Regions from separate parts of the Mus musculus genome. Here all the other regions are linked to region 2. A link is a contact called in public HiChIP or PLAC-seq, Micro-C, capture Hi-C and promoter capture Hi-C data. All regions are on one chromosome and are shown on one strand. The core of a region is the stretch at or near the end of the contact, and the rest is flanking DNA. Distances in the headings are between cores, read along the strand shown.

Region 1 (3,637 bases), core at 288-2,787, 580 kb before region 2:
GAACATTTCTTTGATATACACCACGTGAACATGTCTTACCATATACTCCATATTAGAAGCTGTTGGGTACACCTGACTTCTCAGTTTATTATGGAGATCCAAGATGCTCTGCATATCATTGTCTGTGATGGCTCTTTTCCCTCTTTGCTTAGCTGTCCACCATTCACCATCCTCATCCATGTATTTTTCCAAAAGTTTCTCCAGCAAAGTGGCATTAGGAACCACCATAGCTGGAACTGCTCTAGCCACAAATAGCAGTGCGGTCACTCTGAGCCACTCCTGTGCCTTACACATCATAATGAATGGCCTCTGGGTTTCCCCGGGGAAAATCTCCAAGACAGGCTCTTCCACTCCTTGTGGCTATAAGACATGTCACACGATTCAGATGAAATTATTTTATGATAGCAAACCCCAACACATAAGCACTCCGGTTTTGAAAATACGTTTTCTATCACCTCCATTTTTCCATAAAGAACTTTTACAATGTGCTGTTGACACAAAATATTTTTCCAAGCTAACCACTAAGCCAAAAGTCGAGGGCAAAAGGAGCCGGGGAAGCTCAAGGCTTGAGAATAATTTCTGAATTACAAGGTTTTAAATGACATACCTTACAATGAGTACTATTTATATAGTGTTTTATTTTTGTCTGGAAGCTTTTACATTCTGCAGAAACTTTCAAGTTTTCTATTTAATTTGCTTTGTTTTATTTTTATTTTTAAAGGCACAATATCCCAGCATTTCATCTCTGGTTCATAGCTATTCATACACGACTCATGCCTGTATTGCTGGTACCTGGAGATGGCCCCGAGGTTCACTGCAAATGAATGGCTCAGGCCCCTGGAGCAACTTTTTTTTTTTCACCCATGTGCAGATGGAAAAATCAATCTTATTCCCATATTCCGGCAAAATTTGTGCCCAACATGTGAATTTAACCCTACCAAGCGCTCTCCTGGAGAACTTCAGAGTATGTCCCTCACATACAACAGGAGGCCAAGGTTCACTTGAACCCTGCGGGGAGGGCGTCCCCAGGACAAGGTGAAATGAAGAGTTCCTGCCCTGCAACCCATCTACCCTTTCTTGGCCAGACCTTTCTCTACAAGTCAGTTTTTCCTAGATGATGTTTCCAAACAGGGAACCAGGAAAACCTGGCAGCTGGACCACTCTGGATGCAGCTTGTGCATCGCCCTTACCTCTCCAGTGTGATGTTCCCCGGAGAGCGGAGCCTGGCAGAACTGCTTGTCTCTGCAGCTGCTCCTTGCCTTGACTCTGCCCTTCACAGAGGCGACAAGGACCAGGCCACCACGGGAGTCAGAGTGAGGAGCTGGCTGACCCCTGGGGACGCGAGCCCCTAGCTCTGCGACTCAAAGCAAACCTGGGAGGAGCAGTGGGCACGGGCTTCAAAGTTAGCAAAGTGCCCCTGAAAGCAGCTCTCAGAGTTGGGCTCCCGGTGTTCCAGAGATCTAGGGTGAGGTGGGACAAAGGAAAAACTCCCCGGGGACCTCCTGCTTCAGCTTGCAGAGCCCTGGCGCCAGGCGCTTCCGCCGCTCCTCAGCACTCGGCATTTATTGAGGTGCCTGCACAGGCACGTGATGCCAGAGCCCTCCTTTACCACCCCCACCTCCACCTCCACCCAGTTCTGGCCTGTGGGAGTCGACTTGCAGCAAGCCAGGATCTTTTGTGGGCGTGCACTGTGCCTTTGTGAGTGGAGGACGGCAAGGTCTGGACCCTGGGGGAAGAGAGCCTCTAGCTTCTCCCACCTCTCTCAGATCAAACACCCTCCCCCTAAGATTCTCTCTGATGGGATGCTGAAATTACTTACAGTCTGGTTGCAAAGGAGCTAGCCCCAGAACTTGAGGTAAGTGGGCATGGAGGTACGCTAAGAACTTCCAGTCTTGTACACACAAAAGGAAATCTAGGGGGTGGGATAAAAAGAGAAACAGGTTTTTTTATTTTTTTCTAATGGATCCCCATTGGTCTCTAGTTTCTAGAAGGAAGAAGTCTTTCTTTGGCTACTAAAGCTTAATGAGGACCAGATGGAGAAAGACTTTCAGAAGACTATTGAAGTGGATATTGCCTGACAGTTGAGACATGTCAGGAAACATGCGGTGTTGGCTTCTGAAAAAGGATCACCAGCATTTGGCATTTGTGAAAATAAGAAGAGTCCTTTAAACAATATATCATTGATAGACTGTCAGAATCTCAAAATTCAGTCCCAGGACAGATACCTGTTTTGCATCCTAGAGTAGGAATTTACTAATTGTAAACTCAAAAAGTATTGCCCTACTGAGTGTGGTGCAGTTTGTACAAGCACACTTTGTTTTGAAGTGGATTATCTAATTCCCCTGCCTTTGCATCGGCTCCTTTGAGAGTCCTCACCTCAAATTTCTGTCTCTATATCTGGAATGTCTCAAAGACCAAATCAGATTGTTCCAACCATTACCTGTCTCTTTCCATTATCCAGCTGCTCTTCTGTAGTCAGACCCCAAAGTCCCTGGTGACATGAATCTTTGTTTCCTAGAATAGCAAAGAATGGGAAGCAGACATATCAGAAAGAGAGCCACACTGAACATTCTCAGGTATAGAGTCACAAGGTTTTTCTTTAGCGTTGTACACACAGAATAGATGCAAATTTGTAGTTTGGGAATATTAATTCATAATTAGTGTCCCTAGCATTCAGGAAATAGGGCTTTTACATCTAAAACAGTCCAGTTTCTGATAAAGGACAGGTGATATAGTAATAGTATAGTATAGTAAAGATGGAGATCATGTCTACATGGAACACTTTATGTGTCATTGAAAAATCATAGAGAGAATTGAGTTAAATCTGTTAAAAGTGATTGCATATTTTTGAAATATTTGAAGAGGAACTTAAATAAAGATGATAAGAAATTTGGTAAGGCAATTATCACATTTAATATAAGAATGGCCTAAATATTCATCATATTAAGCATAAGCCTTCAATAATCTTGCATTTCCAATTTACTATATAAGCTTTTCTTTGATACAGTTCATGTTTTTATTTATTATTGCAACGTCTATTTGTCAACAGAAAGGCACAACTTATCCACATCAAATGAATGTCAAAATGGCACTTTGGTTTATGACTGAAGCAGTCCCTTGTAAAGCCATGGCAGGTTGTGGCATTTCTACTCTATTGTGGCAGATACTGCTGTGTACTTGGCCAACACATAATCTCCCACATCTTTGTTCCATCTGAAACTGTAGCGTCTGGTTTTACATGGGGTCCCCACCTTCTCATCAGCAGCAACCTTAGGAAGTGACTGGTGCTTATTCTAAGCAACGTTGAAAATAGATCCCTGTAGCAGTGACTAGTGTAGTAAGAGACAGTTCAAGCAATGCTTGCTCATCATTCAAGGAAGGCAGGGCTGAATTTAGAGCTGAGGACAGGGGTTGCAGTGGTTTTCTTTTGTGATCAAAAGAAAAATTATCTTTAGGTGCTAATTTGTGAGATTTGAAAAGTACAGTTGTTATTGAGCAAAGAGAAGGGACAGACTAAAGAATGACCTCTTTACCTGTTGAACAAAAGAATAAATAGTGTCTGTTCCTCCCTGTTCCTGACCAATCACTCCATTTTCTTGTTATGGGAGATAACAAATGGATGTTTAAGCCACACTGG
Region 2 (3,745 bases), core at 1,047-3,546:
GAGCGATGTCTGGCAGAGAATTAAAATGAAAGCCTGGAACCATGGGCTCCACTCTCAGTTCTGCTAGTGGTCAGCCTTGCCACTGTGCCAACCTGGCCCTGTCACCAAGCTGCAGCTGACCTGAAGAGGCTATCAGCAGAAAGAAGCATTTGCACACGGCAAAGAAAATGACAAATGGTCCTTCTCTAGCATTGATTCTTCTTTTTACTCATTTTTAAGATGAAAATGATTTACACAATATATACTAAGAATCAACATCATGAATCTTACTTTAAAGCTAATAAATCGCCCCCACGAAAGTGCAAGTGAATTTGAAAGTTTGATATTAACATTGCAACTCCGCTTGAGATTCTTTCAAACATTTGCACTGGCTGATTTGAATTTTGGCCTACATTTGTGTGCTTATGGAAATGGAAAAGGTTTTTAAATCACTAAACCAGCATAATAAAATAGAGAGAGAGAAAGCGGGGAAGAGGGAGAGAGAATGGGGGTGTCTACATTGAAAATAAACCAAGAAATTACAAATAGCCTTAGCATTACCATCCAGGAAAGTCTGCTCAAGATAATCAATGATCTGAGTGGCCTCACAGATTATGTTCTCCCCGTGGACAAGGACCGGTACTTCTCCAGCTGAGTTCAAGCGCATAAACCAAGGCTCATTGTGCTCACTCAGGGGCAGACTTACATCGTGTTCCTCGCACTTCAGTGCCTTTTCAGCAATTACCAAGCGCACCTGCAAGAGTGCACAGGGGTTACTGCTGTTCTCACCTTCCCTGGATACAGCTAAACAACCCTAGCTGCCTTCCTGAGCCAGAAGTACTTTACAAGTTCACTGCACGAAGTCTGTTCCTAGAAGGAATAAATAAGTATTCTGGCAGCTTACTGACAGCATTACAGAAGAAAATAACAGGGATGAAAATTATTTTGTCTTCATTACAGTTGTTCTTTCCTCATCACCACTGTGATCTTTGTGCCTTAAACCAAACTATGTGTTCTCCCCGGATGTACAGGACTGAAGAGCTGGCATAGCAGTTAAGGCAGTGGTTCTCAACCTGAGGGTCAATCGAACCTTTCACAGGAAGCACATATCAAATGTCCTACATATTAGATATTTACATTACAATTCATAACAGCAGCAAATTTACAGTTATGCATAGCAATGAAAATAATTTTATGGTTGTGTTCCCCCACAACATGAGGAAGTATATTAAAGGGTTGAAGCACTAGGAAGACTGGGAACCACTGGTTTGAAAAAATGTACTGCTCTTGACCCCCTGCATCCACCCTGGGTGATTCACAGGGCGTGTAACTCCAGCTCTAGGGAATCCAAAAGAGAACCACCTTAAGTACAAATATATGTTTGCACCTTTGATAAAGAATGCAAATTTGGGAATATAAAAGCATTTTCATTCCCTTGGTGAGAGGTGGTGCCTTTATATGAATTTGTCTTGCCCCCACACCGCATACCCCTTAAATGCTAGGCATTACCAAACCTTGGGCCTGCTAGACAAGGACTCTGTCTCTGAGTTTAAACACCTAACTTCTTTCTTTCCTTATCTATCTATCTATCTATCTATCTATCTATCTATCTATCTATCTATTTTTAAGGAAGAGCCTGTCATGGTGAACCAAGACTGCAATCCCAAAAGTAGAGGAGTGGAGATAAAAAGGTTCCCATGAATTCAAGCCAACTTGGTCTACAGGTCAGGTTGTTTGGGCAGGGTTGCACCTTGAGACCCTGTCTCAAAACTATAATTTACTTATTTTCTTTCTTTCCTTCCTTCTTTCTGGGGGTTAGGAGTAAAGTAGATCAAGGGGTTGCAGGAAGGAACCCCTTCTCTCACTTTCCAGGACAAAACCTCTAGGCCAAATGCGGAACGCGACGCTTCTTAGTGGCGCTTCCTGAGTGGCAGTACCTGAGTCACTGCCTTCCCGAATCATCTCATTTCCGCTGGTGCACTTAGTGCACCCCAGTTCTGAATGCACCCCCGGGGTCCGGCCGCTTGGAGGCCCACAAGGCACGCCCGGGGAGCTGTCCTGGTGCTGAAACCGAGTGCAGCCCTTGACTACAGGCCGTTACCTTTTGAGAGCTGAAGGAGTGCGTCCAGTGGTACAGAATGAGGTGGACCTCCTTGTCCGGCGGGCCTTCAACCCTCAGGGGCACACCGGCCCGCGCCTCGTCCTGCCTCCGAGCCATTTCGCATGAAAGGACTCAGGCAGCTTTATGGGTTGGCCTGCTCTCTGCAGACACTTGCTGCAGCAAGCATCCTTGGTTTCTCAAGGCCCCCTGTTGCGTAAAGGACTTCCTCTACGGTCGAACTGGCTTCTGGGAAATGTAGTTTCTCCCCAAGGATGCTGTGCTGCCTAGTCGGCTGAGGCCCTTAAGAGATCATCTGTGAGATGTAATGGGATGACTTTTAGGTAGAGAAATTTTCTAAAATATGACTGTCTGGCTTTTAAGGCAAGGAAAAATGATAACAGCAAATAATACTCCTGGGCCTTGGACGTTGCTTGGGCATAAAAGCACCAGTTTCACAAGACATTCAGGGTTTTTACTTAGGTGGGAGAGTTCTAGAGAGCAAAGAAATAAAATTAAGTATCAATTAATTTTCATTAGAATATATTACAATGGAATACAAAGTATGTATTTTACAAATAAATCAACAATGGTAATGTAAAAGTGCCTATTGATTAAGTGTGAATGTTCATATCAGAAATACCTGAGATCATGTCCTGCTGTTTTCATTTTTGAAATAGAGATTATTTTATTTAATCTGTAAGCTTTTTGTGAGAACTGAGTAGATAAATAAGACAGTAAACGAAATGGCAATACTACTCACAAGGCCTTAAAAATAGTGTCTTTATGGGTCTGGAGAGATGAGTTGGTGGTTAGGAGCTCTTCCAAAGGTCCTAAGTTAAATTTCCAGCAACCACATGGCAGCTCAGATTGTCTGACGTCCCGTTCTGGAGTGCAGATGCACATAAAGACTAATCAGGTAGGATTTGGAAATAATATACATATAAGGAAAAAGAGGAAGACATTCATTCACACTGACATCGGCATCATGTGACCAAGACATGATCTGACCAAAGACTCACTGTGGACAGGGTTGCCAAGGATTAGTGCCATGACAAAGCTGCTCTATAACAAAGGGGTTCTATGACCAGTATGTGGAAGTCAGGCAAATGCAAATGCGAACTAGAGAGCACTCTTCTTAAGAATTTTTATCTTGATTTTCTATTCAGGGGGTCTCTCAGAAGGGGGCCGCACAGGAGATCACGGGCCTCAGAAGCAACAGAGCTTCTTGGACAGGATCATTTTGGGCCTTCATCCTCAGCCAGTAGGAAGAGCTGACCCTCAGTCCTCTGTGTACCTTCCCCACAAAAGAAGGGCTTGCCTACAGCAAGGGCCCAGCCCTTGGAATTCAGGTGTGATCGACATTTTTTATCTGGGGTCCATCTGAGGGAGGTCCATGCAGGAGAGCACACAGGCCACAGAAGCAACAGACCTTCTTGGACAAGGTACCTTCGTGCCTTCATCCAGCAAGTCTTGGATAGCCCTACACACCAAAAACAGCAAGATTCGGATGTAAAATCATATCTCATGATTCTGGTAGAGGATTTTAAGAAGGACATTAATAACTCACTTAAAGAAATACCATGGGCATACCATTGCATACACTAGCAAGATTTTATCGAAAGGACCCAGATGTAGCTGTCTCTTGTGAGACTATGCCGGGGCCTA
Region 3 (3,478 bases), core at 652-3,151, 790 kb before region 2:
CAAGGTGTAGAGTGAATAAAGAGGGAAAGGAAGAAAGCTTCTAGCAGAAAAATATGTATAGATGAATGCAAAAATCAAATTTGATGGCAAAATGCTTTCAAGTTTGAGATACAGTCCTTCTAATGTAATGATTCTCAACCTGTGGGTCAAACTCCACATAGGGGTTACTGTGTCAGATATCTTGCATTTCAGACATTTACATTACGAATCATAACAGTAGCAAGATTATAGCTAGGATGTAGAAACAAAATTACTGAATGTGTGGGGGTCACCACAACATGAGGAACAATAAAGTATTGCAGCATTTAGGAAGATTGAGAGTCATTGTTAATGTATAACTGCATCTGGTTTTGGGTATGTTTTATAAAATTGACAAGAACTTAATATTTTATTATTCTAGTAGATATCATATTATAATTTACATTATAAATATGGTAAGGCAATTTCTGCATGGAGAGATTCCTTTTAGATAATCTACTTATTTTTCTATAATTATTGCTCAAATACATTGTTCAAGCAAAACCAGTACTATATGGAAACAAGAATCATTCCTCTGCAAGATGTTCTATACATATATTTGAAAGTAAAATGTTAATTGGCATATTTTATCTGTATACAAAAGTCAGTGATATCCCTTCCATTATGAAGAACTACAGAAAAGTTCAAGAGAATGTGGAGAATATGAACAGAATTTCTCAGTCCTGCCACATGTGCCTGGCACCTAGATCTGTTTTATGAATTCCTATTACTGAAGGCCCTTAGGAATCTGGGAACCCCTGATTCCTAAACAATATATATATATATATATACATATATATATATATATATATATATATATATAAACAATACCTGCCAGTCTGCAAAAATAAATTTATATGAAGAGAAGGACCTCTGTGGGAAGAGTCCCAAAATGAAATAGAAAAATCTAGCAAAACCATTGAGGTGTGAGGTAGGTAGCACATATATACGGACTGTAGCAGAAAGCTGCATAGATATAGGCCATTTAGATGAGTATTTGAATAACACAAAGATCAACTAAATTGTGTGATTATATCAGAGGTACACAACCTTTCCACCAGGAATCATGTGACAAGTATTTTAGGTTTCACAAGCCAAAATGGAGGCACACTCACACACACACACACACACTAATGCAAGTACCCTTCAAAAGGAAAAGTTCCAAAAATTGAATTTGGGAGCTTAAGGTCACACTCTGCAGAATCTGTAGAAACTATTTGATTTCTTTGCCTTAGCCCCAAAATTCTAATTTAACAGATGAGACTTTAATATTAACCTTAATTTTCATAGATACATAAAACAAATTTTCCCAAACAAAAAAATGTAACTGTTAATCAACTGGTATCTTACTAAAACACATTTGTAAGTCAGCAGGCCTTTGGGTCTGAAATCATTTGTTCTAACAAACTCCAACTTCTAGTCCACTAAGAAGTAAAAGGAACTGCTATGCCCACTCCAGTGAAGTCTGCCTGTTGGGGTCAAAAGGCCTAGAGGCAGTCATGAGGCAAAGAGTTTCAAGGAAACAGCCTCCTGCAACCTTGGCATTCTCGTAGCCCATATACTCAAACCCTATCCTGCATTAGTATGGTGTATGCTCTCTTTCAGTATTGTTTCATTATGAGTGCCTTTAAAGATTGAATTTTCACACAGGTGTGCCTCCACCAGTGTTCCAACATCCTAGAAAATCCTTGAAGCCGGAAGAGCTTGGAATTCAGTAGGAATTCAGTGAGGATGTTACCTATTCAGTAACATTCAAATTTACTTCTGGTAGAGACAGTGAAACTAATTAGGCATTACAAAGAGCGGAGCTAGAATAGCTCAGGGCTAGTCTGCAGAGTGATTACTTAGGACAGCAACTGAGTCTCACCCAAACAAGGGAATACACAATGGCCTAGCAAATAGGTGGGTTAACCATGAAAGAGTTAGCGAATCCCCCTGAGACAAGTTTCTTCACTAGGCCCAAAGCAACTGCATAATCAGGCATTTACTAAGAACCCCTGGTGGTGGGCTTAACAATAGACTAGCATTACACCTGGCTCCCTTCTTAGTGGTAAACAGCAGCCTGGTTCCAATGTTGTATACATTCCTTTTATTTTGTGTCACTGTAACTTGGTGGATGTGTCCTGCCTGGCTTTTCTTGTTTTTTCTTCTGTATAAAAAAGTCTGGTATTTATTTGGACATTACATTGACTCAACACACACTCTCATGTTGTGTCTTGTCTGTCTGTCACTCACTGACTCCTTCGCCCATCTGCAACCAGAGACCCATTCCGCACAGATAGAAGACCCCAAATGAGGTCCTTCTGTGGCAAGGAACAGTGAGGCTCTAGAGGACTCAAACACAGTCAAGAACACTGACCTAAACATGAGGATAAAAGCAAGGAGTGTGTATGGCTAGTGCAGCCTCCCTTCACCAGTGATCACAGCATCTTGCTGTGAAAGAGCTCCAGTAAGTTTCACCACCTCACTTAACTTCCAGCCTCAAGCTGCTATGAATGACTGGCATTGTAGTTAGATCCCTCTCCTCTAGGAGTTATAATCCTTGCTAGCTGGTCTATAATTCTCAGTGTGGTTGTTCCCTCTCTAACTATGTGTGAGCTGAGATAAACAAATGTATAAATGTGTTTGGGAAAAATAATTGAGACCCTGAGAAGTTCCAGTCTGAAGCTTCCAGGCATCAAAACTGATGGAATTTTTCTCTCTGGCTTAAAATTTGGAAATATCCAAGTTCTCTAGAAGGTAGTTTATTTTTAACAATACAAAATATGATTTTTATTTGCTGACTCATTTTGTTGTTTTATTGGTATTACTCAGTTTTCAAATTAAGATCTCTGATGTTTTGATTTTGAAAAAACAAAATAAAACAAAACAATAAAAATCAAGGAAACATAGATATAGTTCAATTGGTAGTGATAGTTTCACATTCATGATTGCCCAGATTAAATTTTTACACAGACACACACACACACACACACACACACACACACAGAGAGAGAGAGAGAGAGAGAGAGAGAGAGAGACAGACAGACAGACAGACAGACAGAGACAGAGACAGAGAGAGAGAGAGAAAGACTTTACATAAAATAGAACTACTTGATTTCTATTTTTTTCTTTGTTGTTTTGAGACCTTCAGATGCATAATGAATCAACATCACTGTTGCCTCTCCCACTCCCTCCAACCTGTCCAGTATCCAACAACCCTCTCTTCAAAGAGGTTTACCTCTTCTAAATTATTATTGTTTTACACACACACACACACACACACACACACACACACACACACACACACACAGGCACATACAGACACAAACACATAAAGAGACAGAAACAAACAGACACAAATTCTCTCTATCTCTCTCCCCCCTCTCTTACCTCTCTCTGTCTCCTGAATCCACTTAGCAGTGCTTATACATACAAATGTCCAGAGCTAACTTTTAAAAAATAAAATATTTTTATAGCC
Region 4 (4,013 bases), core at 587-3,086, 540 kb before region 2:
TGAAGACAGAACTCCTAGAATCATTAACTCCTTTTTTTAAGGTTATTTTATTTATTCACATTTCAAATGTTATCCTATTTCCTGGTTTCGCCTCCACAAACCCCCTGTCCCATCCTCTCCCCCATGCTTCTATTAAGAACCTCCCCTGTCCACCCACCCAAACCTGCCTCACTGCCCTAGCATTCTTTTCTTGATGGTTTAGTCCCTGGGAGTTTGGGGGTGGGGGGTCTGGTTGATATTGTTGTTCTTCTTCTTATGGGGTTACAAACCCCTTCAACTCCTTCAGTCTTACCCCTAACTCTTCCATAGTGTTCCCAGTGCTCAGTTCTATGGTTGGCTGTGTGCATCCCCATCTGTTTTACTCAGCTGCTGGAAGAAAGTCTCAGGAAACAGTCTACCAAGCTCCAGTCAGCAAACACTTCTTGGCATCCTCAGTAGTGTCTGAGGTTGGTGTCTGCAGATGGGATGGATCCCTAAGTGGGGCAGTCTCCCGATGACTTTTCCTTCAGACTCTGCTCCACTCTTTGTCCCTGTATTTCCTTTAGAAGGGCTGTTTATAAATACAGTAGATGTATTTTTCATGGTATACATGCATGCATAAATTTACAGAAAATAAAAAAGCAGGCATAGAAGCAGTTTTAACAACTTACCTTTTGGATAATGATTATCAACTTTACCTAAAAAGATTGGTATACAATAGGCCAAATATCAATATTCTGCAATAACCAATTTAATTGCTGTTTGAAACAAGGAACAGATGTCTTATCAGGTTTTTAAGATTTTTTTTTCAAAAATATCTTCATGATTTTATCTTACAATTCTTTATTAACACCACAACAAATTCATAAAAGGATGTTAAAACTTTACTTGAAGATGAAGAAAGATGTTTTCACGTTAATGCTCTCTTTTGCCAAAGAATTGTTGTGGGCACAGTGAATAAGAGTAACTAGAATACACTGCTAATATTTGATTACTATTGATTACAATTGATAACAATTGATTACAAAAGCTTCCTCTACTTTCTGCAAAGCTTTTTGTTTTTCACCAATTAATTTGTATCTCCCTTAATAACATTCAACAAAGGCTTAAGTCCTCCTGTGGTGAGCTTAAGGTGAGGTCTTAGCCAATTAACACCTGGAAGCCTTTAAAAACAATTTGAAGTACACAAATCATCTTTTCTTTCTTGAATTTTCTGTGCCACAATTTTTTAGGATATAACCGAGGCCCTAAGTATTAAAAAGATATTGCCCCTGAATCTTTTCTGGAGCAACAGCTACTCCCCAAAACTTTATCACTAGTTGTTTAAGAGGAAAGATTTGTAATAAACTTCCCTTCCCTTCAGAGGCATTAGCTAATAAAATACTTTCCATATAAGAAACAATACACACTGAAAGATTCAAAGTCCTAGCTTCTTGTATTGAAGCAGAGACAAAAAAAGAAAAAAAGAAAAAGAAAAAACAAACAAACAAACAAACACCAAAAAACTTTCTTACATAATGTAAGGCTATTAGCCATACCAAGAGGCAAAACTTTCTAATGAACACAAGCTCACTAAAAGCAAACCCTTTACAATTATCAGGATGTAAAGGAAAAAAACAATCTTCCAAATCCATAATAATTCTATATGGAGTAGGCAGGCGAGATTGTAATGCTCTTAGAAGTTCCACAACCTCACTGAACTTTCATAAATCTTAAGATTAAAGTTTATTTTGAACAACCCCTGGATAGATCTGTAATAGTGTTGTTTTGGCTTAAAATAAGTCCCCAAAGGCAAGGAGAGTCAAGGTCCCAAAAACTTCTAAAAGGCAAGGTTTGCAAAACAAAAGAAACACCACACAAGCTTCACTGAGGCTGCTTTGAGCTTTGCATTAACTCAAATGTAAATAGTTCTTAATCTGAGCATACTGACTGAGTCCTGGCCCAAAGATTATCTCTCCTGCAGTGAGGACAGATTCCAGGGGACCAATTCGACTGTCTATGCCTCCAATTTTTGGACAGTCTTTCTTAAGATGATTTGTGCTTAAAACATTCCTTATAACCTTAGTGCTGTGAAAGCATTGCTTGTACTCCAGTCCTCTGCAAGGCAGCAACCCTAGCCAAACTCATTGTACGAGGGTCCAATTTCTGCACAAAGATGAATATATCCAGATAAGTCTGGCTTTGCTTTGTATTCCCGAATTGCTGCTGTAAGCTACATTAGCGCTCTCATAAGATGATTACTTTTGTAGTCATCCTAATTACAATATATGGGTGAGTTAAAAATCCTAAACTTGAGATCAAACTGCAAACTGCAGTCAGTGGAACACTGGCAATTTTAACTATAATTTTTTTAAGTTTCTTTTGCAATATTAAGGTATAACCACAATTTTTGGAGAGCAAAACCCAATTTTAAACAATTTATTCTCTTTAAAATCAATACAAAAATCATCACTTTCATGTTATGAAGTTTGGCTGCCAATTCGTTTATATGAATACATGACAGTGCAACTTTTAATGCTTCATTAAAGAAACATTGTTTTAAATCTTATCCTTTATAAGTTTCTAGAATAAGAATTACATAAAATATTATCCCAATTTAGAAGTATCTTTAGAGGTCTAGTTTCCTGGGCAGGTTCATTCCACCTGTTGCTGTTTAGAATGACTCCAACCCTGAGTTTCCAGTTTTAAGCTAACTTTCTTGTTACCAATGTTACACCTTTTTAATCATACTCAATAACTTATAAGTTAATAGTCTAAGACCAAGACATGCAGAGCATATTTACACCTTTAAGACCAATCGGAAACCAAATGAAGCAGCTACATGAATCATATAAATTTAGACCAATCAAAAAGTTTTTACCTGGAGTCTCGCCCAACACCCGCAAGGGCCCACACAGGATTCCCCACGGGATCCTAAAACCTCTGGTGAGTGGAACACAGCCCCTGCCCCAATCCAATCGCGCAGAACCTGAGACTGCGGTAAATAGGGAAGCGGACCACCCAGGCCTGACCTGGGGCACAAGCCCCTTGCACTCCACTCGAGCCCCGAGGTACCTTGCCAGCAGAGGCGCCCGACACCTGCAAGGGCCCACACAGGATTCCCCACGGGATCCTAAGACCTCTGGTGAGTGGAACACAGCCCCTGCCCCAATCCAATCGCGCAGAACCTGAGACTGCGGTACATAGGGAAGCAGACTACCCGGGCCTGACCTGGGGCACAAGCCCCTTCCGCTCCACTCGAGCCCCGAGATACCTTGCCAGCGGAGTTGCCCGACACCCTCAGTGGCCCACACAGGATTCCCCACGGGATCCTAAGACCTCTAGTGAGTGGAACACAACTCCTGCCAGGAGTCCAGTTCGAACACCAGATATCTGGGTACCTTCCCTGCAAGAAGAGAGCTTGCCTGCAGAGAATACTCTGCCCACTCAAACTAAGGAGACAGCTACCCTCCCAGACTGCTTATAGAGGCTAACAGAGTCACCTGAAGAACAAGCTCTTAAAAGAGACAACTATAACAGCTAGCTTCAGAGATAACCAGATGGCTAAAGGCAAACGTAAGTCTCCTACTAACAGAAATCAAGACCACTCACCATCATCAGAACTCAGCACTCCCACCTCACCTAGTCCTGGGCACTCCAACACAACCGAAAATCTAGACCCAGATTTAAAAACATTTCTCATGATGATGATAGAGGACATCAAGAAGGACTTTCATAAGTCACTTAAAGAATTACAGGAGAGCACTGCTAAAGAGTTACAGGCCCTTAAAGAAAAGCAGGAAAACACAACCAAACAGGTAGAAGTCCTTAAAGAAAAACAGGAAAACACATCCAAACAGGTGATGGAAATGAACAAAACCATACTAGAACTAAAAAGGGAAGTAGACACAATAAAGAAAACCCAAAGTGAGGCAACGCTGGAGATAGAAAACCTAGGAAAGAGATCTGGAACCATAGATGCGAGCATCAGCAACAGAATACAAGAAATGGAAGAGAGAATCTCAGGTGCAGAAGATTCCATAGAGAACATCGAC
Region 5 (3,578 bases), core at 645-3,144, 530 kb after region 2:
TCTACATCACTCCTTGCTCCTGAGTATGTCGGCGAACAGTCTGTTATATATTTTTGCCTTTTGTTTTGCTTTCCGTACTCAGAGATCAAATCCAGGATCTCCTACATGTTAACCACAGGTTTTCCCAGTGAACTATACACCCCAGACCCTATTATGTATTAATTAAAGAATAAAGACGATAGGTAGTTATGAGCTGCTTAGAATTTCCTAGGATGTGACTTTGCCTCCCGTGAAGATCCCTTGGACACCTGTGAGGTGGAAACCTGACATTAGTTCTACTGTAAGCAACACCAAGGTGTAATTGCTTTTCTTCCTTCTGAGTACCTTGTCTAGTAGGCCATTTACTTTGATGAGGTCATAATGCCATGTTTGTAGAGTCTCCTTTGTCATTTACACCTTTGAGAAGAATCAACTTTTAAAACAACATGAACATTAGCTGGTACATTACAGCCTGAGATCACAGGGACAAAGATCTCTGGAAGGCCTGGTGGAGACTCTTTCCTGTAAGCGTACCTCATCACTGGGCTATGTGGGCACTTTGTTCCATGTTGTGATGGTAACGACATACCTGAACTGATAGCGGATATGCTTCTGGTTGAGTCCTGTACTCCAAGTCATGCAAACCCCATGGAAAAGTTCCTCCATGGTGAAGAGAAACCGTCTTGAATATTACACCACAGAAAAACTGGCAGATTTAGACATCTTTTCCTCTCTTGAACACATTTCCTTACGGATGTTCTCAGAGGAACATCGTGCTCTAGCTTAAGTGTGAGAGTGATAACCTACATCACCATTATATTTATATTTTAGAGAAATGTCTAAAAATGAAGCCAAGTCAATAAAAATAAAGATTTAAACTTTCATCCGGGTAAAGTAAAAGCCTTCTACTCAACATGCCATCCTCTCTGATTCCTTTAGAGACAGGACATGAGGTGCAAGCTTTTGGCTTCCATTTTTCGTTTGGTATTTAAGTAAACGACATCTTTGGTTCCGGAGGAGCTTTAAAAATGTGACTTCTGATAAATGCTGGCAGAACTGGTGCATTCCTAGAATAAATTCTGTATGCTCAGCGATTTCTACTCAAGCTCACTCATAGGTCGTCTGATCATGCAACTGCCCACCACAGAATAGGGTGAAGAGAAATCTAGGCATGGCAGAAGGTTTAAGTATTAAGTATTAAGTATTAAATTACGTAAACTATATTCATTATATTGAGATTTCACGGCTAGAGTCAAATTGTTAATCAAAAGTAAGACTGATGTAACAACGACTCTTATGGTATACCTGGACTTTACAATTTAGAGGGTTAGGGAACTAGAAAATTGCACACAAAAGGGAACTCCATTATTCACCCTCCTTCCCTTTCCAGCACGTTTCAAATCCAATTGTTCTTGCTTTTAAGATCACTGCTCTCAGTTTTCATTCTGTCCTATAGGGAAACCTGTGACTCTCTGCCCCTCAAAGTAGAAGCTTCCTAGGTCTGCAAATACCAGAAAGCATCTCCAGGCGAAGTTGTATCTGCCTCAGGAGCGAAAACACGGTAGGTGTAAAAAAGACATATGAAGGGGGTGGGCTGTAAATCTTACACTTGTAGCTGGAAAAACAAAATGAGATCCCCTCCCTGCCAAATGCCCGGACAGCATTGTGACCTCGGCATAACGCTTCAGTCCGACCTGGAGCAGCGCCTCCGCCAGCACTGAGGGTGGGCCCGCGTATAAATTGGCTGGGATGCAAGGTACCTAGGGAGCCCGGCCTGGCCCCGCCCCGCCCCGCCCCGGGCACCCGCGCGCTAGCCAATCGGACACGCGGGCCCCTTCCCATCGGCGACTCCACCCCCGTGCCCGGGATGTTGGGCCCCCGCGGCGTGACGCGAGCACGGCGGCTCCGCCCCCTGCGTCTCGGGCCTCGCTGGCCTTGGGGGGATGGTTTCATCATGGCGTCAATGCAGGTGAGCGGAGCTGCTGCAGCGGGGAGGGCGAGGGGGCCATCGAGACGAGGTGAGCGTCTGCGCGGGGTCGGCGTCCGAGACCTCTGGGCCTGGCTCCGGGCGACCTTCCCTGACCTCGGGGCGTCGGGGGATCGCCTGGCGGCGAGCCGAGCGGGGGTGTCGGCCGGTGGCCGCGGACAGTAGCGGCCGCGAAGTTGTGGCATAAAGGCGGCTTAGGGGGAAGAAAGGGCGAAGTTCGTCGTGCGCTTCGCGGTGGGGGCTCCGCTCCGCGCCCCTACGCGAGGATGCCTGCCGCTCGGCTCCCTGGCCACCGCCGGGATGCTTTTCCCCTCGCGCTCCCCAGCGGGGTGGAAACAGCTGTGCCCGCCGCCGTCACCCGCGGTCGGGGCGGCCGGAGACCGGCAGAGCCCCTCGCCGAGGACGGCCGCCTGCCCACGGCGCTCCGCGGCCTCTGCCCGGCCTCCCACGCGCAGCCTCGGATCGCCGGACTCATGCTCGTTCTTCTCTGATCTTCATCCGGTGCCCGGTGGGTGCCTCCTTCTATCAGCCCGCACTCTGGGCATTCCCTGGCAGCCCACGTCTCTTCTTCGAAGCCGCCCTTCGTCCCTGTCCCCAGCGTCCTGTGCTACCACAACGTGCGAGCTCGTGGGCCTGCTCCTCGGCCTCGATAGAAACTCGCCCTCTTAAATTTTTTTTTCTTGCGATGCCCCACCCTTGCGGGATTGGTAAGGCCGTGGCTCCTTTGCCTTTCTTTCCCAGACCTTTAAAACCTTAGTTTGGTAGGAGACGCCTGTTAACCTGTGCTCTGTCAGACTTGAAGGTGTTTTTTGTAGCTTCCAACTTAATGTATTCCCCCCCCCCCTTGCAAATCCAATAAAAGAAAAAATTTTCAGGCAAAGATGGCAACCACAATTGTAGTTTCTAGAGATTGCATTATCTATAGCCGGCATTTAATTTGCAGATAGGGCTAGCGGTGTTAAAGCACATAGGAAGAGAGAGTAGAACTCTTGTAGCGTGTCAGCGGAACGCTTTTTGGAGTTTTAACATCATCCTCGAGTAACATCCGCATTTTCCTTAGAATTTTTGGTTTTTGTTTCTAGAAGAATAAGCAAGATCTCGTTGTTGGCGCTTCTCTGCTAGCAATGGTTTGCATTCTTACGCATTTCCCTCCTTCCCCTGTATCTTCCTTCAATCAGCTTTCCTTATGGTATTCTTTTTGCATTTGCTTGTACTTTTGGCCTTTCCTGCAGTAGCATTCTTAGGTGAAGAGGTGTCACGAAATGGTGCAGTGAAACAAGAACAATTTCAGGAAACGTTATACTTTACTAGTCTCCCCAGAGACGTTAGAGAAGTTTCATCATTTGAGGCCAAAAAAGGAACTGTGGAACATCAGTTGACAGCAGATGGGCTATATGATTGCTTTAAGATTTTTATCTGTATTAAGACATTATTTGTTACTAACACTTGACGGTGATCTGTCTTAAGATACAGGCATTATTTAAGACTAAAAATGAAGATTAAAATCCACACTGGGATTGTATCTGGCATGAGAGCTGGTTAGCTTTTATACTTAGTTTTTGGAAAAGGCAGATTTGTTTGTAAGAGATTGCTATTTTTGGAATTTACTTTG
Region 6 (3,471 bases), core at 138-2,637, 630 kb after region 2:
AGCTAGAGAGCTTTACAGGTATCTCGCCTATACATACAGTATCACGTTTTTGTCTCTTTAAAAATTGTAAATCAGTGTATAAGGTAATAGATCCACAAATACTGCCTCATTTGTAGAGTTGGTTTTAAAATATGACTGAAATCACAGGGCTCACAGACATATCCCAGGCAGACAAGCCATACCAAGGAAACCCCAGGAAGAATAATGCCAGTCAGAATACACTAATAGTTCTATTTCTAGACTTCTTTTTCATATGATTTTTGGTGCCACTTATTTAAAATCCATTGGTCTTAACTAGGCTGACGTTATCTGGCCATACCTAACCCATATCTAAACCAGGACAAAAGAACAAGTAATTTGAGTTTTTTAGCACTCTTCAAAAACCAAGGATCTAGGACAGTGTTTTAAGACGATCCTCATTTTTGGCTCTAAAGATTTTTTTTTTTTTGGTACGGGCACACAACTTTAATATATTTATTATTCATTTTTTCCTGATGAATGATGTGGGCCGTGGAGCAGGTGATGGGGGCTCGCTTGCGCTGCTTGCTACCCTCCTCCCCTTTCTTCCTCCTCCAGTCTAGAAAGGTGCAGGATCCGCCGAATCCTACGTCGCACCGCAGTGGAACGGACGCGGGATGGTCGCGCGTCCCCAGCTAGGCAGAGGCGGGCAGTCAGCGAGCCGGGAAAGGTAGGAGCAGAGCGTCGGGGACAGGCTGCTAGAGAGCCCAGGGGCAGCGGGTGCGGGAGAGGCTGAGCCGCCGGTGCTGGAGCACCTTCGCAGTTGCGGGCCGGGCGCCCTCAGCGTGCTCCTGCAGCAGCTCCCGGGACGGGCCCCGGCGCGGCCCGAGACCCCAGGCCTAAGCCCCGCAGCGCCCCGGGATGCGGGGGTCCCAGAAGCCGCCAGGGGGCGGGAACGGCGCGGCGAACAATGGCCGCTCGACCGCGAAGGGAGGCGGGGAGAGGTGGAGAGAGAGAGAGAGAGAGAGAGAGAGAGAGAGAGAGAGAGAGAGAGAGAGAGAGAGAGAGAGAGAGAGAGAGAGAGAGAGAGAGAGAGAGAGAGAGAGAGAGAGAGAGACAGAGAGACAGAGAGAGACACAGAGACACAGAGACACAGAGACACAGAGAGAGAGACAGAGACACAGAGAGAGAGACAGACAGACAGAGAGACACAGAGAGAGGAGAGAGAGAGACAGAGAAAGAGAGGGGGGAGAGACACAGAGAGAGAGAGACAGACAGAGAGAGGAGAGAGACAGAGAAAGAAAGGGGAGAGAGACAGAGAGACAGAGCGAGCTGGAGAGAGAGAGCGCGAGAGAGAGCTGGCGCGGGGGCGCGCGGCGTGGCGCGGGCGCGGCGGCGCAGGCGGGGGCGCGCGGCGCGGGCCCGGGAGGGCGCGGCGGGAGCGCAGGGCGGCAGGCGGAGGCGGGGGGCGGGAGCCGAGGAGGGAGCAGGCGGCGTCGGCGGAGCTCTGGAGCGCTCGCCCATGTGGAGCCGTCTGCCGGGCGTCCGTGGCCCGCAGGTAAATCCTGGTGCGAGCGGCGCCGCCAGGCCTGACTTCCGCCGGCGGGTTCCGAGGCAGAGCGCCGGGAGCCAGCAGGGCCGTCTCTCGCGGCCTCGCTCCCGCGCCGCCCTCGGCCGCCCTGGGGGAGGGGAGGGGGGGCGTGTGCCGCGGCGAGCCGTACAGGTGTCCGCAGGGGCAGGGCGGGGCGGGGGCGCCGGGCGCGACGGCGGGGGGCGCGGAGGTCACCCGGGCCTTGCAGGGGCGTGGGGGCGGCGGGGCCGGGGCGATGGCGGTGGCTATTTCTGTATAATGGGCAAGTGGCGAAGACGTAACTCGCCGAAATGGGGAAGGGAGGTGGGGCAGAGGGGACAAAATATAGCCCTATGACAGGCAAGTTCCGCCGAGCCTCCTGCGAACTAGGACCGTGACGGCTCGGCTTAAAGGAGTAGTTGGAGGTAGTGACCTTGCCCGGGCGTGGGGAGTTGGGTGAAACACAAAGCTTGGCCGCAGAATCTACCGTGAGGACCGGGTCTCTGTAGGGTGGGGGACCGGGCAGAGTGACGGGCCAGTTTCGCAGAGGCAGTCAAGGCGATTGAACTAGGAGACCTGGGTAGGGGGTGGGAATGGGAGTCTGGTTGGGCGCGTGCGCTGAGGGGTGGGGGTGGGGGCCAAGTCTGGAAGTCCTTGCAATTATTTAGGTACAACATTTTGCAGTATGAGCAGATTTCATTATTATCTCCTATTTCCCCCCCCCCCCGCCACAAAAAAGCTTAGAAGTACTTGAGTGGAGATGGACCATCCAATAGGTATGAATGCACTAAGCAATTTAAAAGGGACCAAATCTCACAGAAATCGTACAGATGATCCTTAAATGTATTACAGTAACCAAAAATCTGTTATCCAGTGTTAGGGAACTTTCTTAATACAAATAGAACTTGGATTCTGATGTATTCTTGTGTTTTCTGAGGGCTAACACTTGAAATAGAGAAGGTGTTGGGCAGGCAAAAAGATAGTAACACTGTCAAATGTTCAGTAGAATGTTTCTTCCCCATCCTTTCTAAGTCGATTCAACTTACTGTCATGAATAGAACTATAGAGGAAAGGCACAAGTCAAGAAAAAAGAAAAAACTAAGACCTGACTATTTTTTTTTAACAAAGCAGGTCTTTGTGTCTTATTTTACTGAAAAACCTAAATATCATATGATTGTGGATCTGTTGCAGGCCTGTATTAAGTGTGCATATCTGTAATGCCCAACTGCATGCATGGTTTATGTGGCCACTGTCAGTGTTGGGCACCTGTCTCAAGGTATGGCATGGCAGTAGTTTATGAAATCTACTCCAAAGTGATGTCTAGTTGTGATTTGTTGCTCATGTGTAGTATATTCACAAATTACTGTGTTTCCTTAAGAAACAGTGTTTTGTATTCAAGTAGGTAAATTTCTAGTAGCATATATTTTTTAACTTCCCGTTGGATACAATTTCAGCTTTCAGTAAAGTCAGAATAAGAACAATACAAAGAACAGTCTATTCCTCTACCCAGATTCACCTGTTATCATGATGCCCATTTATCATTTACTCAGCCACACACACAGACCCCCTGTGCTGTTTGTGGGTAAGACAGATATGTTATAGCCCTTTGCTTCTGGATACTTCAGCATGGAAAAGGTTGAAGTTTGTATTTTTACCTTACTTGACTTACCTGGAATGAAGCTCTAGGGAAGACCGACTTTCTACAAAATAACAAAAATAGGTAGGGCTGTCTTGATGGCCCATTGGGTAAAGTCATTCGTTGCCAAGCCTGTACACGACTGTGGAGGTCATAGGACAACTTGTGTGAGTCCACTGTTATCTTCTAACTTGTGAGTCCTGGGGATCAAACTCAGGTCCTCAGGTTTGGTGGCACATGCCTAGGAGTTTAAGGACAGCAGAAACTATGCAGTAAACTGTGTGGGGGCTCTGGGATGGAGCACCTG

Evidence for each region. Promoter capture Hi-C pulls out the DNA fragments that hold promoters and counts their contacts. A called contact is a pair of places that touch in the nucleus more often than the background predicts. HiChIP or PLAC-seq counts read pairs in DNA pulled down with a chosen protein or histone mark. Capture Hi-C pulls out chosen DNA fragments and counts their contacts.
Region 1: a contact with region 2 is called in a capture Hi-C map of embryonic stem cells, with 7 times the contacts expected there. The contact joins the promoter of Crispld1 here to the promoter of Gdap1 in region 2. A contact is called at or near these places in 16 of 39 promoter capture datasets (the 3T3-L1 cell line, 3T3-L1-derived adipocytes, cranial neural crest and 9 more), 1 of 484 Hi-C or Micro-C datasets (embryonic stem cells) and 1 of 9 other capture datasets (embryonic stem cells).
Region 3: an H3K27ac HiChIP or PLAC-seq map of epiblast stem cells shows a contact between it and region 2, with 6 times the contacts expected there. The contact joins the enhancer-like site here to the promoter of Gdap1 in region 2. A contact is called at or near these places in 12 of 39 promoter capture datasets (the 3T3-L1 cell line, the SN4741 cell line, embryonic stem cells and 7 more), 2 of 115 datasets of contacts at active chromatin or transcription factors (embryonic stem cells and epiblast stem cells) and 1 of 9 other capture datasets (adipose tissue).
Region 4: a promoter capture Hi-C map of embryonic stem cells shows a contact between it and region 2, with 5 times the contacts expected there. The contact joins the enhancer-like site here to the promoter of Gdap1 in region 2. A contact is called at or near these places in 12 of 39 promoter capture datasets (the 3T3-L1 cell line, the HPC-7 cell line, HPC-7-derived erythroid cells and 7 more) and 1 of 9 other capture datasets (adipose tissue).
Region 5: a promoter capture Hi-C map of embryonic stem cells shows a contact between it and region 2, with 5 times the contacts expected there. The contact joins the promoter of Ube2w here to the promoter of Gdap1 in region 2. A contact is called at or near these places in 6 of 39 promoter capture datasets (embryonic stem cells, hippocampal neurons, maxillary cranial neural crest and 1 more), 1 of 484 Hi-C or Micro-C datasets (rod photoreceptor), 3 of 115 datasets of contacts at active chromatin or transcription factors (embryonic forebrain, forebrain and stem cell-derived neural progenitor cells) and 1 of 9 other capture datasets (adipose tissue).
Region 6: a Micro-C map of embryonic stem cells shows a contact between it and region 2, with 3 times the contacts expected there. The contact joins the promoter of Stau2 here to the promoter of Gdap1 in region 2. A contact is called at or near these places in 6 of 39 promoter capture datasets (cranial neural crest, embryonic stem cells, frontonasal cranial neural crest and 2 more), 1 of 484 Hi-C or Micro-C datasets (embryonic stem cells) and 1 of 9 other capture datasets (embryonic stem cells).

Annotation. Positions count from the first base shown.
Region 1 is chr1:17,725,317-17,728,953 of GRCm38.p6, reverse strand. It overlaps Crispld1 (cysteine-rich secretory protein LCCL domain containing 1), which reads right to left and starts at 1,537. Exons shown (of 15, transcript NM_031402.2): 1 at 1,191-1,537; 2 at 40-360. The coding sequence starts at 297. It overlaps Gm16070 (predicted gene 16070), which reads left to right and starts at 1,308. Exons shown (of 7, transcript NR_130314.1): 1 at 1,308-1,855.
Region 2 is chr1:17,143,924-17,147,668 of GRCm38.p6, reverse strand. It overlaps Gdap1 (ganglioside-induced differentiation-associated-protein 1), which reads right to left and starts at 2,296. Exons shown (of 6, transcript NM_010267.3): 1 at 2,081-2,296; 2 at 541-733. The coding sequence starts at 2,197.
Region 3 is chr1:17,930,699-17,934,176 of GRCm38.p6, reverse strand. No RefSeq gene overlaps it. Among named protein-coding and RNA genes, the nearest start is that of Gm16070, 200 kb to the right of the region's middle. Within about 2 kb of position 1,901, at least 12 of the 459 cell types and tissues checked have an H3K27ac peak or open chromatin away from gene starts, as enhancers often do. A contact at or near this core is called in embryonic stem cells, epiblast stem cells and stem cell-derived epiblast-like cells, where this site is marked.
Region 4 is chr1:17,685,029-17,689,041 of GRCm38.p6, reverse strand. The region is part of intron 6 of Gm16070 (predicted gene 16070); the gene reads left to right. Among named protein-coding and RNA genes, the nearest start is that of Crispld1, 40 kb to the left of the region's middle. Within about 2 kb of position 1,836, at least 7 of the 459 cell types and tissues checked have an H3K27ac peak or open chromatin away from gene starts, as enhancers often do. A contact at or near this core is called in embryonic stem cells and stem cell-derived epiblast-like cells, where this site is marked.
Region 5 is chr1:16,617,607-16,621,184 of GRCm38.p6, reverse strand. It overlaps Ube2w (ubiquitin-conjugating enzyme E2W (putative)), which reads left to right and starts at 1,894. Exons shown (of 6, transcript NM_025773.4): 1 at 1,894-1,948. The coding sequence starts at 1,934.
Region 6 is chr1:16,517,218-16,520,688 of GRCm38.p6, reverse strand. Stau2 (staufen double-stranded RNA binding protein 2) reads left to right here and starts at 1,387. Exons shown (of 14, transcript NM_025303.3): 1 at 1,387-1,516.